Linked DNA regions of Mus musculus: region 2 is linked to region 1. The links are chromatin contacts, called in public HiChIP or PLAC-seq maps. All regions are on one chromosome and are shown on one strand. Each heading gives the region's core, a stretch centred on a gene start, on an enhancer-like site or on the middle of the called end of the contact. The rest is flanking DNA. Distances are from core to core; before and after follow the strand shown. Region 1 holds the start of Atp1a1 (ATPase, Na+/K+ transporting, alpha 1 polypeptide). Region 2 overlaps Casq2 (calsequestrin 2).

Region 1 (7,798 bases), core at 1,371-3,870:
TATGTAACAAGACTTTATGTTGGCCCTCACAATAAAGGAACAAGAAATCCCCGTGACCTTTTAGAGTGGAAAATCTTCCTTCCTCTTCTTCAGTTAATTCATCACTTACAGGAGGAAATGTGCTTGGGGAAGGTAGAAGACAGCTGCAAATTTACCAATAATTACAATAACATGAGGATCATACACCCACATAGTTCACACACACAACTCACATACTCTCACACCTTTCTCACACATATACACTCTCATACACACACTCACAAACACACTGTCACATCCACACACACAGTCTCTCACACTTTTACACAAATACACTCATACATAGTCACACACCCTTTCACAGTCACACACACACACACACACACACACACACACACACACACACTCTGCAGTGAGATTTAAATAAGGACCTTCCTCCCCAGTAGACTGCAACTTGATGCCTACACAGCCACCAGCACCGCCTCTGCTTTGTGCACTAGCATCTAGGGGTGCCTTCTAAGGCTTCCACTCACCAGCAACACCTCTGGTTCTACAGCCAGAGAACTCAGGAGGCCCTTACAGACTTCTGAAATCCCCTCTGATTTGCCCAAAGGGTACTTGGAAGTCTAAGATGCCCACTCCCATTAGCGAGGTCAGTGGATGGTGCTTTCAATTCTGGCCCATGTCATTACCCTAGCACCGCCACTTGCCAGCTACATGACCTTGAACAGTCAGCCTTAGACACCAGCTTTGTCACAACTATTAACTTACCTAACACAGTCTGATAGTTTGGTTAGTACAATCTGAAAACAGAACACCTAACAAAACAAAACAACCCCCACATTGTTTCCAGAACTGAGAACAAAAGCTTTTGACTAGCAAGAGAGGCTACCAATATGGCAAAGTAACTGCTCCAAATGTTGCTGATTCACAGCTGGCCAAGAGGGCTGTGGAGACGGCACCTTCAAACTCAATTTGGCAAACTCCAATTTGGCAGGGAAGTCAGACACAGCCTGATTCAGCTACAGAAGGCTCTGCCTAGTTTTGGCCAACTGTTAGTAAAGAGTGGGGGAGTATTCCCCAATTTTCCTGGTTCTCATATCAAAACCTCAAACTCAGCTCTGTCTGAAAAGGTCACACACAGCACTATACAAAGGTCACTGTGATAACCCAGTCACTACACACATTACTGCCATTCCTTGATTCCTATAGAGGTAACTTTCAGAAACATGTTAAAGAAAGTATCACTCTGGCCTACTTTGCTACATTTCCAACTGATGCTCGGCCTAAATGGCTTCCTGTAGGTTCATCTTTCTAGCTGGGGACCTAAGGGATGTACCAAGCCTGTGCTAGGTGGGAATTGGCAAATGGAAGACAATGGGTAAACAGTGAGAGGCCTTTAGCTGTTCTCCAGCCCACAGTGATACTTTTGGAATAGCAATTCTCTGCAGAGGAGGTAACCAAGGGGCACCCCAACCACGTACGGTGCCACAGGTCCCTCCTCTCACTCCTGAAGACATGCATGCTGGAAATGTACTCCTACGAAGCCAGAGCACTGGGTCCTTTGTGAACCCAGTTCAGTCCCTAAACTTGGGCTGCATCCATCAGTCACAGGGCCGTGATCAGCCACTGGGTTCCCTCATCCCATGGGAACATCATCTAACCTGCCTCCCTGGTGAATTCTTAAACAACCCTGCTAGTCCACCCTTGTGGCCATGGAATGTACCGTGACCATTTGAAAAAAATAAAAATGGTAAGAGTAATGTGAAGAATTCCTATATTTTAAATTTTCTTCCTCTTAAAATGTATTTTTTTTTCTTCTACTTACTAAAAAGCACCAGCGCCATGGGACATTTGATCTCTCCAAGAGACCTGAATGAATCAAAACGTCTGCTCATGCCTTAACATCCTCCACCTGCCCTCCCCTATAACCCCCCTTTTTCCCTCATTATTCTGGTTTGAGAGAGAAAAGCTTAAAAACTGGAACAGCACTACAGAGGGGCTGCCAGTTTCCAGGAAGTCCTGATCACTCTTTGATAGGTGGTTTGGAGCCTAGGAAGCAAACGGACTGCTGAGTTGAAGAGGGCAAAGGTGCTGAAAGCCTACAGAAACACAGCTTGGTGCCATGGAAGTGAGACAGAGAGCATGCAAACAGACAGGTTGTGCACCCCAACTGCCCCAAGGCTCTGAATAACACCAGGACAACAGACTGGAAAGATAAACACCAGGGCCCAAGGATGACAAACCATTACAGTGATTACTAGACTAGTTCCCCAAATAACGAAGGCTCCAAAGATAAAGCCTGGCCACCATCAATCAGCCTTTCAAATCACCAGCAGAGACTATGAGATTGCTGTTACTAAGTGGGGTTTGAGTAAAACCTGCTAAGAGACAGTGCCCAGATGCATTTCACTGTAAAATCACAAAGCAACTAAAGAATGAGGTCTATTGGATTAAAAAAAAAAAATCCCTTTGGCTCAGGACCCAAATGAAACCAAATCAGGGTGAAAGTGTGTGTGTGTGTGTGTGTGTGTGTGTGTGGTTTCCTCTTTTCTAATTCACAGAATCTGCTATCCCATACACCCAACAAATACATGTTAAGAATGTCTTATGGATTCCCGACACCAGATTTCAGCACGGCTAATGAGGTGAGTCATATGCAGAGAACACTCTCTCTGACTCCAGCCAAAGAACACACTTCCTCTCATACTCTCAATTCAAGGCAAAGTGAGAATGTTCAGACCCGACTCTGCTTGTTAGTCCCCACCCCAAATACACATATAAAGGAAGGAGTGTTTAAAGCCTGTTGCATTATAACATTCCCTTTACTTCACATTAGTACCCCCTAGCCCTAGTCTCAGAGTAATCTAGAATTAGACAGGGCTGGTGAAAGTCTGCCCAGTGCTTTGTTATGCAAACCCAGCCACTCTGATTACTGGGAGCCCATCTGATCTGACACTCGGATTTCTTCTTCAGGTCTGTTGGCTGGCAGCCCCCCTCCGCACCCCCCCCCCCCCCAGGCACCAGTGTTCTTAGCTGAGAAACTGCCGGTTTTCCCTATGACACTTTTAAGAAGTTAAAAATGACCACTGATCACGGTGAAAGTCTTCACTTGAAACGTGAATGTTGACGGAAAGTCTAAGATGCTGCTGATTGGATTTGCTTGTTGGACAGTGATACAGTGCTCAGTCATGCCAATGAATACTTCCTTTTGAGGAGCAGTTAACAGGACTTCTCAATATTTCCCTATCGTTAATATTTCTCAGGGGAAGGAAAACTGTTACACAGCTTTGAAAGGGCCTGGAGAGCAGCGCTTACGCAGATCTGTGTCCCCCAGCCCTGATGACTTAGGAAGCCCCGGCACACTGGTATGGCACTCACTCCACACAGCACACAGATGACTCTACTTGCTCTCAGGGCGAGGACTGTACATCTGGCCAGACCAGAAACCAGAGCTCCCAGGCTGTGCTTTTTCAAGAAACCTGCTTGTCTTCAAATGAAGCAATACTTTAACTTAGCTTTTCATACAGAGTCCTTCAGGGCTGTTTAGTTAATGGTTCCCTCTCATTATTGAGGTACTCCTAAAAGAACAGTCTGTGGAGAAGAGAAGTCACTTCTCCGTGCACTTGTTGCTAAGTAATCCTCAGGCGTTGGTTTTGAAGAGTTCAGGGATGGATCAGTGCGAGTGCCAAGTCTCTTCTCTAACACTGGGCCTGCTCTTTATTCTTAAATGTGATTCTAAGTTTTAGTCCTCAACTGGATAAACACCCTACTAGACCTTTATAAAGCTTTTTTGGGGGGTGGGGTGGGGTGGGGGGTGTTTTCTATCATCTTGGGTTTAAAAAGAGCAGCCTCCCGGTTTCTTATTCTTCCACCCCAAGGTGAGTCACCATTGTTACAAACTTGCCAGCAGAGAACGCTACAAATTAACAAACAGCCAGCGGCCAGCCTTATAATAGGGGGTGGGGGTGTGTGAGTGCTGATAACCTTCCAGGCAGGGAACTGTTTCAATCTTACAAGGTGGAAACAACCTCACAGCCTATTTTCTGTTTTCCTGGACTTCCAGGACCAGCCCCAGTGTCAGCGCCCCTTACTTGTTCCTGTCCAGGCTGGGCCACTTTCCATTGGGAAGACTCTGCCTCACAGGGTTTTGAGTCTAAAGTACTAGCTTTATAGCAGCCAGTGGGTATTTAGTCACACTTTCGAGTTTAGCTCCAAAAGGGCAGCTGATAATGTTACCCTACAACCAAGATTCCTGCTGACATGTGTACCTTGTGTCACCTCTTTCCCTGCCTGGTCTTTAAATCACTACCCATAAGATAGGATTTCTTTTCTCAGCATCTAAGTTAATAGTAAACCAAACCCAGGACTGAAATGAAAGGCTAGAGAGACGCTCCCTTCTCCCACCTTTTATAAACGTTTAACAAACAAGCCAAGGCTCCTACATTTCTAACAATTATGATGTGCACCTTGGGTGAGCTAAACAGTTGTGGGTGGTAGGCCTTATGAGGCTATAAGCCGAGTCACTGGCAGAAAACACTGAATAAGAAAAAAGGAACAAAATCCTATTTTATCCAGGAATGATTCAGCAAGCTGGACTTTCATTTTTCTTACCAAATGTTCAAGACCCCAGTTTTGATAGCTAGGAAGAATCATTTGGAGATATCACCCACATCTAGACCCTAGATGACACTTGAGAAAAGGGGTGGGGGGTGGGGGAAAGATCACAATGACCTTAAAAATTAGCTGCCTTTAAGCTTCTTGGTTAACCAATTATCAAGAGGGTTTTAGTCATCGCTCCACCCACATTTTAATCCTCATGTGGAAAAATCCCAACATTTCAGTATGAAATATTCCTCTGACCAGTTTGCCATTGTAAGCCACAGAGAAAGACATGCACTCATACATGAATGCACACAGGCAACCTAATATCCAATGTATAGAATAGAGTACTCCAAATACTAAGTTCACTAGACACCTGTTAGGGTACATTAAACACTTCGGTTGAACTTAACTAAATTCTCAGTTGAACTGTTATTGTAGCACTTGAGTGCCTCTGTCCTAGGCCTAAAGGCATAACTCTGACTTAAACGTCCTCCTGGATTATTTATTATTATAAACACCCCAATTTCTTCTGGAGGATAACTTCAGAGTTCTGCACACAAAATGATGCTTCAGAGGCAGATGTTATGTGTAAGCTGAGAGCAACAGGTTGTTCAGCACCTGTTGCCACTAAACAACCGTTTGACCTTGAACAAGTCACTTCACCTTCCTAGGCTTTGAACTTCCTAAAAGCCGCTCAAGGTCTCCAAATGACAAAGATACTTTTCGAAGGGATAGGAGATAAAAGATGGGGCTTTAAGGAATAAATGGTTTATAGGAACGGCTTGGATGGCATGTAGGATGGTGTGACACATAGATCCGGTTTCCATCGTGGAAAGTGGAGGCCAGGAGGGAATCAGTTCTTTGCTAGGATGCTGCATACGCCGACCAGCCCACACTGGGCACTATCGGGGTCTCTATTCTCTCTTCCTGGCCCACGTCTTATAATCATCTCTTTCAAGTCTCCAAAGAATGTGCTTCCCTCTGGCTCCATCCAGTATATACCCGGGTGCCTTAGGACCTGCAGTGTCTACAGCTTGTCTGCTTGGTCAGCCCTGAAAAGGGTGGAATGGACTCTCCCACCTGTATTCTCATGACTGGTGCTTTTTCAAGCTAGGAACTGATATTTTCAGGGTTATTTTTTTAAGTTTTTAATCTGCTACTTTGAGGTCAAGAACTAACTCTTCCGAGGTGGACAGCAGTAACCGAGGTGGGAACTCAGTGTTGTTCGTGCCCGATTCCCTCATTCTCTTCGGGAACCGCTCTCGGGTGAGACAGCAGTGCAGGAAACCCGCATGGCTTTTCTAACACCATCAACTGCCCAGTCTCCAGTCCTTTGTTAGATTGACAGTACCCTGCGGCCCTGAAGGGTCAGCCTGGCCCCATTTAAGAATTGTGCTCCGACATAAAACAACACACCCCTCCCCGTCGTTAAGACGATAACACCAGTTACCAAAGGCACATCCTGTTATGGACAGTGGCCCATTTTAAAGCTCTCAAAAGTATACCTTAAAGGCTATCTTTGGGCTGTGAAGTCACACCCTTTCTGGCACCAGCTTCGCTGGGCTGGTTCGGCCTAAGGGGAAGCCAGTTTTTTTCCTTTGGGGGAGGGCGGTCGCCTCTGCGGGGAGCTGGCCGAGCCCCAGCGCCTCCAGGAGAAGGGAGTCTCGACCCGGAGGCTGCCCTCGCCGGCGCCGGGCCGCGGCGAGGACCGCCACCGCGAGGGGGCCCTGTCGGAGCTCCCCGGGGGAAGGGGAGGAGCGCTCCTTCCCCTGGGCACGGTGGGAGGAGGGAGAAAGGAAGCGCAAGGCGCGCGGTGAAGGCGACCAGAGGGCTCAGGCAGGGCAGGCGCCCGGCTCAGAGATGCCGCCCCGGGTGCTCCTCCTCCCGGGCCGCTGCCCGCGCTCAGCACCCGCCCCTCCATTGCCGAGAGCCCGGTCTCTAAGCCGCTTCCTCCCGCGCCCCCGCCCGGGGCCCGGGCTCGCCAGACACTCACCCCCTTCCCCATGGTGGCGGCGCTGCGGGCCCCGCGCCGGGTCCTGTTGCTGGAGACTAGAAAGAGAAGAGAGCAGCTCCCGGCCGGGAGAGCGGAGCCGGGGGAGCCGAGAGGCGGGAACTAGGGCTGCCGCGGGAGGAAAGAGGGAGGACGGCCGGCGCCCCGGACCGAGGCCGCCGCTGCTGCCGCCGCTGCTGCCGCCGCTGCCACGTGTCCGCCTCCTCCCGCCGAGGCTCCGCGCCCCAGACCCAGCCGCAGCTCGAGCCCGTGCCTCCTCCTCACTTCCTAAAATATGCAACCTGCGTGATGGCTCCGCCCACGCGTGCACGTCACCGTTACCGGAGCAACCTGACACCGGCTCCAGCTAGCTCCGCCTCCGCCTCTAACCCCTCCCAGCCGGGCCCAGACCGCGCTAGCGACTGCCTGCCCTGGGCTCCCGGCAGGAGGGCGCCGGTGCCCAGGACGCGGGTGTCTGGGTCTCTCAAGGGCTACGGAGCGCTCCCGCCTGCAGAACACTGGGGACTTGAGTGAGCAGCCTGCGGAGTAGGGTGCGGAAGGTCCACAGTGGGTGCGGCGCAGTCGGGGCTAGTCTACTTGCTCAGCGTAGCTTTTCTGGGGTCTCGAGGGGCCGGGGTTGGACAGCAGCTGCACGACTCCGAGGGATTCCTCTCTGCAGAATCCAGGCCGGCATCCTTCGGCGGCGGCGGATGGTGCTTTCCCTTTGATTCCTTCGTCCTGGGGTCCTCTCACTCCACCACTAGAGAAATGCTTCAGGACATATACACACGCGCGCGTGCGCGCATCACTTACATTTCCCTTCCCTTATGACCCCCAAATGACTATATAAAAAAAAAAAGTCAGTAAGAAATTCATTCACAGCACTGTATGAATGAAATCTTGCAAAAGAGGAGGGGGGATTAAACTGTTTGTTGGAGAGTTTCTCCTTTTTATGGCAGAGAAACCTAAAACCCAAAAGAACACCCATCTTTAGTAAAAGAGGTGGCTCAAGCATTTTGAAGAACAGCATCCACAGCATCCGTGGTTACCTTGAGGGTCTCATCAGACTCACTTCCAGCCAGTCGCATCCCACTCTTGGCCTGGCAGAGTTGCAGGGCGGGGCTTCTAGTTTCAGTGGCTAAGCAGGCGCTGTGATGGCTGAAACTTAACATCAGAAACAACAAAGTATTTGTTGTTGTTCTTACCAATCTCAGGAAAGCAAGC
Region 2 (7,798 bases), core at 1,879-4,378, 540 kb after region 1:
GCTCATTCCCACCATCCTCTGCCAGGGAAGCAGGAAAGGATAATGACCGGGTTCTCTTCCCACAAAGATGCTATTCCCAGGGGCCACTTGTTTGCCGTGGGAAACCTGGCCAGCGCCTCAGCCCTAGGTCCTGAACTCACAGACCTGGTGTCTAGGGCCTGGGAGGGAACTGCAGTTCTCACAGGCTTCTGTATTTAGGCCATCTCCATCTCGGAGACTCCAGATTTCCTTAAAGCATCACTGCATTGAGCAATCTCCACCCCCACCCTCCCACCCCCCCAGTAGGACACAGCTCAGGAGCCTGTTCAGAATCAGGGCTGGGACTTTGCTCTGATTTCTCTGTCAGAAGAGCAGAGGCAGCCCTCAATCCGCTCTACCCCACCCACATCCCAGCATCAAGGCCACACTGGACATCTCCTCCCTCACCTAGCCTGGGCCTCCCTGAGAACTAAGTTTCACAGAGGGCTTGGGAGTCTCAGGTACAGAATGGAGGAAGGAAGCTGGCAGCAATGTGGTAGGAATGCTGAGGCTGAGACCGAGACCGCAGAGGGAGGACGGGTAGCGAATGGCTGTGGGCATAGCTTGAAGACCAGAGTTGTTCTGCTCTGTTGCTTACCCATGAATGACAGCAGCCAGCCCCCTCCTTCCAGCTCTCTGGAAAGTGAAGGCAGTAAAATCTTCCATGCACACAAATGCAAAGATGAAACACAAGCATCCTACTCCAGAAGAGCTCGGTATAAGAGGGGGGCCGAGTGGCATGTGGCTGTCCATCAAAGAAGGTAGTGTAGAAAAGGAGATTTTGTGCGTATTAGGATTAACAGCTCTGGGGTCAGACTTTGAGAGGGGAAGAGGGACCTACTCTTAGAAATAAGAGGGGGAGATTCCAGCAGGGGCTTTTTACAAGCTTGGAGCTCTTTGTCAGCTTGGGGCTTTACTGCCATGAAGTAGCTATTACTGGGATAGGCAAGATGGCTCAGTGGGCAAAGGCACATGCTGTTAAGGCTGATGACCCAAGTTCAAACGTTGGGACCCATGTTATGGAAGCAGAGAACAGCAGAGAAGAGAGACAGCAGGTTAGCCTCTGGTGTCCACACACACAATGACAAGGTAGCATGTGTACAACCCTCTCCCTCGTGAGCCACAGAAATGTACATGCACAGAAGATAGGTAAGTGGATGTAAAAGCAAACTTTAAGACAAGTAGCTATTATTATTACGAACCCATTAATTCACAAGGAAAGGTGACATCTTAGATATTGCCTTAAGTGACAATCTAAGGGATTGGGACTGAGGTCACTTGGTCCCAAGAGCCATGTGGATAAGTGTGGCACAAAAGTGAATGAAAATCCCTAGAGCTGCAGGCAGGTGCATATAGAGTTTCTTAGCCTTGGCATCCCAAGGCTGTCCTTGGATCTTGATTTAGTTTCTGTGCCGTTCCTGTCAACTGTATTCATTTTGTTCTGGGAATAGATAGTATTTGAGTTTGCCTTGCTCTCCCTAGAACATGAAAAACATTCTTTACACACAACACACACACACACCCCTATATACAATCTTAAACATGGAAATTAAGCCTTATGAATTCTTTTGTTTAACACAGATTTGAATGCACTGTTTTGCAGATCCCAAATTTTGCTTCCTTTTGCTCCGTGTCTGAACCTGCTCTAGGATGAAGGCTGGAGCCGCAGTGTACTCTTGTATGTAATATTCCTTTAAAGAAATCTCAGCATCACATGAGCTGAACAGAACATGGGAGTGCCATGGTGCGTGCTCAGCTGTAGGCCTGGTCACAGGCCGGGCCCCTCTGTAACCGTGGCATGAGGCATCTCTGCTCTCTGCAGTGGACCCAGCCTCACACTAACTCAAGTCTACTTGAACATCATCTGTGTTGTTGAACCTTGCTGTCTTTGTGACTTACGAACCTATCCAGGTCCCTTTCACATTTGCATCCCATCTTCCAGGGAACTGGCCATGTCACCTCAGTTATTGTCCCTTTCTTCTCCGAGGAGTGGAGTCACAGCTGCAGGTGTCTGGGAGGAATGCCTTCTTCTGGTCTATGCATCTGAAACCATAAATCCACAGAATACTCTCCATTAAGTTCCATATTACCCCCTCCTTGGACATTACCACAAGGCCAGAAGAGGAGTTACAGCGTAACTCAAACAGCAGCAAGGACAACTGGGGTTGGAGAAGGGAGTCTGGGCTTTTGCAGTCACACCTGCATGCAGCCAATACAGACTGTTTTCCCCTTCCCCCTCCGCTTAGCAGCAAGCATGTGAATTCTAAAGCACAGCTCTATGTTTGTCCAGAGGGCGTGACGTGACTCTCAGGCCACAACTCAGCTAGCACGTAACCATTATTTAGAACTGAACTTAAAATTTCTATCTTGAACGATGCACTACTGAATGGTGGAAGCTGGTCTGACAATTGGTCCTCTAGCCCCACCAGACACCTTGGTACCCAGATATGGATGGATGGGATCTTTGTCATCTGCACATACTGGCATCTGTTGAGAAGTCTGTTCGGCTGGCTCTGTGGTCCTTGTTCCAAGCAGGTCACCCCAGCCTCCTCCTCCCACCTGCAAGACATTGTCATATTTGCCACCTTGATCACATCTCTGCTCATGTTTCTAAGACACACTGGCTGTTGGTGGCTCATGCACAACTTTCTTGCATGAGTAGTAGGGGCCTTTGCTAAGGGCTTCCTTGATTTTTTTCCATTTTCCTTAATTTAATTGCTTAGCAAAGTATGAGTTCTCTTCTGGATCCCCTGAACTTCCAGAGATTCTTCATGTAGATATATAAATACAGGACTTTGTTCTTCACGTGTAGGCAAACACATACACATATACACATACATATACACCTAAATAAACACACATACACACACACACACACACACACACACACACACATTTACTGCCAGGGACCTACCAGGATCAAACCACTTGTCTCTGCTCTGTTGGGTGTGGGGGGGGGGGACGGGGGGTGTTCAGGGTTTATAGTATCACTTACTGAATGTTCTTTCAAACATTTTGCTTATGGAAAAAAACTGTATGCTGTAGGGCTTAGGCTCCAAGTGTGGAAGACTTGTCTCTGCTTTTCCTATGACTCAGCTCTCCTCTCTGGGGCAGAGAGAGCTGCTGACAGAGGGCAGGGAAAGCTGTGTGTACCAAAGCTTGTGCTGGAGCAATGGGAAGAAGGAAGGATGCTGACCCCATTTGAAGGTGTTGGGGACTCCAGGTTGCTCTTAGTCTGTAGAGCAGATGTTGTAGGAAATCCAGGAACGGCACAGGCTTGGAAATACAGGATTATTGGGGACAGGCAGACAGCTTCCACTGCCCTGGGACTGGCCATGATCACCAAAGCTACTCAGTTTTCATCTCCTGGTGAACAGATGAAGGTGACCCTTCGTTTAGAATGGGGCCTTTCCCTGTGACCTTTCAGATTTCTTTGTTCAAAGTGGCCATTGTTTTCTGTGTCGAAGCTCCTTTGTGTCTGCGGCTCTTCATCTGACTCATTTTATAGACTCACTCTGTAATTGAGGGTATGTACCAGATGGCCAAGAAAGCCTGTGGAAAAACCGTGCTCTCGAGATCCTCATGAGGAGCAGTGTGCATGCTGGCTGACTCAACTTTCTTGAACCCTATTCAGATGGCTATGAGTTCCTAGAGATCCTGAAACAGGTTGCCCGGGACAACACTGACAATCCTGACTTGAGCATCTTGTGGATTGACCCAGATGACTTTCCACTGGTGAGTGGCCCAGGCCAACCTCCCCCCGTCCCCCACCCATCAGGGCCTTTACCACCCATATTTGTGTTTAGCATAAAACATTCAAGCGTGAGGGACAAACTAAAATAGTTGAATGTGTTTGAAGAAGCCCAGAGGCTAATGCGTATGGAGTGTGTTCATATACTTTTAATACAGCCTATAGCCTCGTGTGGTTATGGTAGTGACCAGACTAACCATTTTCCTTACTTCTGGGACACCAAGAGGTGACTACTCTTGGAGAGGCCAAGCCAGGGGGGCCAGAAACATTCCTTCTTTAAGCAATAATATGACCCCTTTGTGTCTCTACCCACCACTCCCTGAGATTCTAGAAGCAACCTAAATTATTAGGGAATAATTGCAGAATTAAGACCCTGATGAAGCAAAGGAGAATCCAGTCTGAGGACAGAATCCATGCCTAGCTTGTTTGTCACAGCTCCTTAGAAGGCAGGAGAAATTTGCCACCATGGTGCTAGCCTGTGTTGATGAGCAATAGCAAGAAAGCGTTGTTAATTCTTAATTTTGGACACAGTACATGGAATTCACACCATGCATGGACACAGTGATGATAGTGGAGGAAGCCACATCCTCTGCTATTGTTCCTTATTGGCCAAGTTCCTTATTGGCCAAGTTCAATGCGGCACCAAGAGCCAGGATCCCCAGCACTGCATGACATAGAACCTGGGTCTTTTCAAATGCTTTGAAGACTAACACATAGGTCTTAGATTACAGTTATTTGTTTAACGATGTCCTCATAGCTCATTCCCTCAACAGCCCTAAAACCAGGTACTATTATAATTCTTATCTCACGAAGAAAGGGCGATGTTAAACTGAGCAGATGTTAAACCCTACTGTGACTCATAGTGAAGTCATAGCTTGCTCTATTGAGTGTTTCTGGTAAGGTTAACTACTAGTGATGATACAAGTTTGGTTGCTCTCTGGCTGTGAGATACATAGGTCATGACTTGTGAAACTGATTGGACAGCAAGAGCTGGCATCGAATCCTACACACATTGAGATTGGGTGAACCAAAGGCAGAGACTTCCATGGTAATTGAAGCCAATGGCATAATTCTGGGTCAACATAAGAAAGCCATGGCCACAGAAGCATACAGGATTAATCTGTTGATTTAATGCTGGGTATGTTCAGTTTCCCTGGACTGCTTCATCATGTCAACTTTTAAGTGATCGGCCATTCTTTTGGGCAGTTCTACATCGACCTTGGTTCTTGCCAAGCAATCTCCAGACAGTTCTAATTTCCAAACCCACCAACATCCCAGTCTGTTCTAGGCCATGTGTTTACCAGGGAGACCCCTGCCCCTGAACACCTCTATTTTCTTAGCTTTATGGACCCCTTTAGCTCAGTTAGCCTGCCCCAGCCAGAGATTTGTCCAGATGGAGCCCTGCTGGGCTGAAGACATTTGACTCGTGTCTGCAGTTTATGCCAAGTTAGAGCCTATCAGAGTTCTCCCAGCCATCTCATGTGGCTGGGAGGCACCAGATAAGGGCTTTTAAGAATGGAACATTGAAGCGGAGGTGGAAAGAAATGGCTCTTTCATTACACACATAATATCAGTGAACGAGTCAAATTTGGGAATAGCCATCTTTGTGATAGTCTCCCTGAGAGCTGTGGAAGCATTTATGGTCTACGTTGTCACAGTTAATGCTATAGTATCTTTTACTCAATGCTTTAAAGAGCTCTAATGCTGGAGGCAGCCTTCAATTTCCTAAGTGTCCACAGCTGTTTTCAAAGGCATTTAACCAGTCCCTATCCGGCTACTATGGAAGGCTGGCAGGTGGGTCTAGCCACAGGGAGAGCCCTCCACCCACTGTCTAACTTGGCCTTTTTGTTGCTGCAGCTTGTTGCTTACTGGGAGAAGACTTTCAAGATTGACCTGTTCAAGCCACAGATTGGGGTGGTGAATGTAACCGATGTGAGTATTCTTACCGAGGGCTGGTCAGACACCCTGTTGGCAGCTATGCAAGCCCAAGCACAAAATCACTCAGGAGTCTACAACAGTGAGGAACCCTTGGGTCTTTTCCAAACTCTTGCAGTATGGCCCAAGACTGGGCTCTAGCCAGTCCCAACCCTCTCTAGGAGTACATTTCCTTGCTTATGGAGCTAGCCCAACCCGACTCATTGACTTAGGACTTTCCGCCCAAGAACATTCTCTTGTGTCCTCTTCCTGAACTAAAGAACAAGGCCTTCTTACACAGGCTACTCATGCCCAGAGCAACCATTACCTAAGGTGGATAAGAGATTGACACCCAGAATCCCATGCTAGCGGCCACCCACCCTGCAGTCAGGCGACACTGATAACAGAAGAGAAACCTCCTGACAGAAGTTTGAGCACTGATGAACTGAGGGTGAGAAGGGCTAGTGGGATGATGTGACAGAGTGGGAAGAAATTTTGACTCAGTCCAGACATCTGATATGCAACAAGACAGAAGTGGGGCAGATTCAATGAGGTTAACAGTGGGAAGAAGGAGCTATAATGAGGGCCCACCTCAGCTAGTACAGGAATATTCTTTTGTGAATAGGGCCAATTAGCAATGTCTTTTTGCCCCATAGAAAGTACCCTAGCAGTCTATACATTTCCTGACTTTTGTGAACCAGTTTGAAATCTGAATGTAAATTAATTACTTAATAATTAATTCTGTGTGTGTGCATGTGTGCACATATGTATTCTCTTGGGTAGTAGAATACAGATTTCTTTTACTGTTATTGAAACAGAATACTGTGCAAGACCATTTCTGCAACTTGGCATTTGCATTTGTCTATCTGTATGTATTCCTGCTAGGTATTAGAGACTTGGAGGCCCATTCAACACAGCTTGGAAAATGCTGCCCTGCCTCGGCCTCCACCCATTTGCTCATGGGCTCATTCTGTTCCTCATTGCAGGCTGACAGTATCTGGATGGAGATCCCAGATGATGACGACCTGCCCACAGCTGAGGAGCTGGAAGACTGGATTGAAGATGTGCTTTCTGGAAAGATCAACACTGAAGATGATGACAATGAAGATGAAGATGATGATGGTGATGACAACGATGACGATGATGATGACGACGATGATAATGATAATTCTGATGAGGATAATGAAGACAGTGATGATGACGATGATGACGATGAATAGCTCCAGCCCTGGGTGATTCTGATGAGTGACATTACAACCACCATGTACCATACAGACAGCCCAAGGGGGCAGCAAGCAGTGGTGCCCACACCTAGTCAGCTCTTTTCCTTTCTCCAGCATCTTTTTCTAGTCTGTTCTTGGCAGGAGTGGTACATTTCAGTGAATGCCTTTCCAAACCCAGCAGGCTCACACTGCAGGGACAGAAGGGGAGTGATTCCCATGCTGACTACTTCTAACCATTGAGGAACAATCAGCCCTTGTTCTTTGCTAGACAATCAGGGGTCATGGAATTCTGGGAGTCTGGGGACTGTATCTCCTGACACCTCTACTCAAGTTTACTTACTGTCTTTGATCCAGATGGTGACAGAACTGACAGCTTGCTATTAGTTCACAAGCAGGGAGTGGCCTTCTAATCAGAGTCCAGGAAGGGCACATGATTATCCAATCTCCCGCCAAACCCAGAGCATCTGTGAACTCAGACCCAAGCCTTTGGATGTCAATTAGAAATGCCTTGAAATGTGTGGGCATTGCCATCATTTCTGGAATATTAGGATGATGAGTGGGGGTCATCTAGCTCTATGAACATCCCATTAATTGCCAAGCCTCATATATTCACCAGTGGTAAGAGAGGCTGAAGGATAAAAGGCTTTTCATTTTTCTGATGGAGACCGTTTAGGTCTCTGAATGGGTCTGCTGGCTGCCCAGAGTGAGCTGGGAACTGAATGCACCCTCTCTGTCCCCGCTAGTGAGCTGTCCCATTCTGAGTTAAAATCGCTTTATCCACTGGTCAATTAACTCTCCCCATTCATCAGCACTCCCACAGTTGACCAGGGCAGCGACCATTAAGAGTTCACGATGCCCTGAGGCACCAAGGAAAAAAAAAGAAAAGAAAAGA

What was found. HiChIP or PLAC-seq counts read pairs in DNA pulled down with a chosen protein or histone mark.
Region 2: a contact with region 1 is called in a FOXA1 HiChIP or PLAC-seq map of pancreatic cancer cells. The contact joins two enhancer-like sites.

The regions. Positions count from the first base shown.
Region 1 is chr3:101,597,826-101,605,623 of GRCm38.p6, forward strand. Atp1a1 (ATPase, Na+/K+ transporting, alpha 1 polypeptide) reads right to left here and starts at 6,882. Exons shown (of 23, transcript NM_144900.2): 1 at 6,578-6,882. The coding sequence starts at 6,589. Within about 2 kb of position 2,621, at least 109 of the 459 cell types and tissues checked have an H3K27ac peak or open chromatin away from gene starts, as enhancers often do. A contact at or near this core is called in pancreatic cancer cells, where this site is marked.
Region 2 is chr3:102,138,528-102,146,325 of GRCm38.p6, forward strand. Casq2 (calsequestrin 2) reads left to right here. Exons shown (of 11, transcript NM_009814.4): 9 at 3,653-3,753; 10 at 5,627-5,701; 11 at 6,670-7,798. The coding sequence ends at 6,903. Among named protein-coding and RNA genes, the nearest start is that of Casq2, 56 kb to the left of the region's middle. Within about 2 kb of position 3,129, at least 21 of the 459 cell types and tissues checked have an H3K27ac peak or open chromatin away from gene starts, as enhancers often do. A contact at or near this core is called in pancreatic cancer cells, where this site is marked.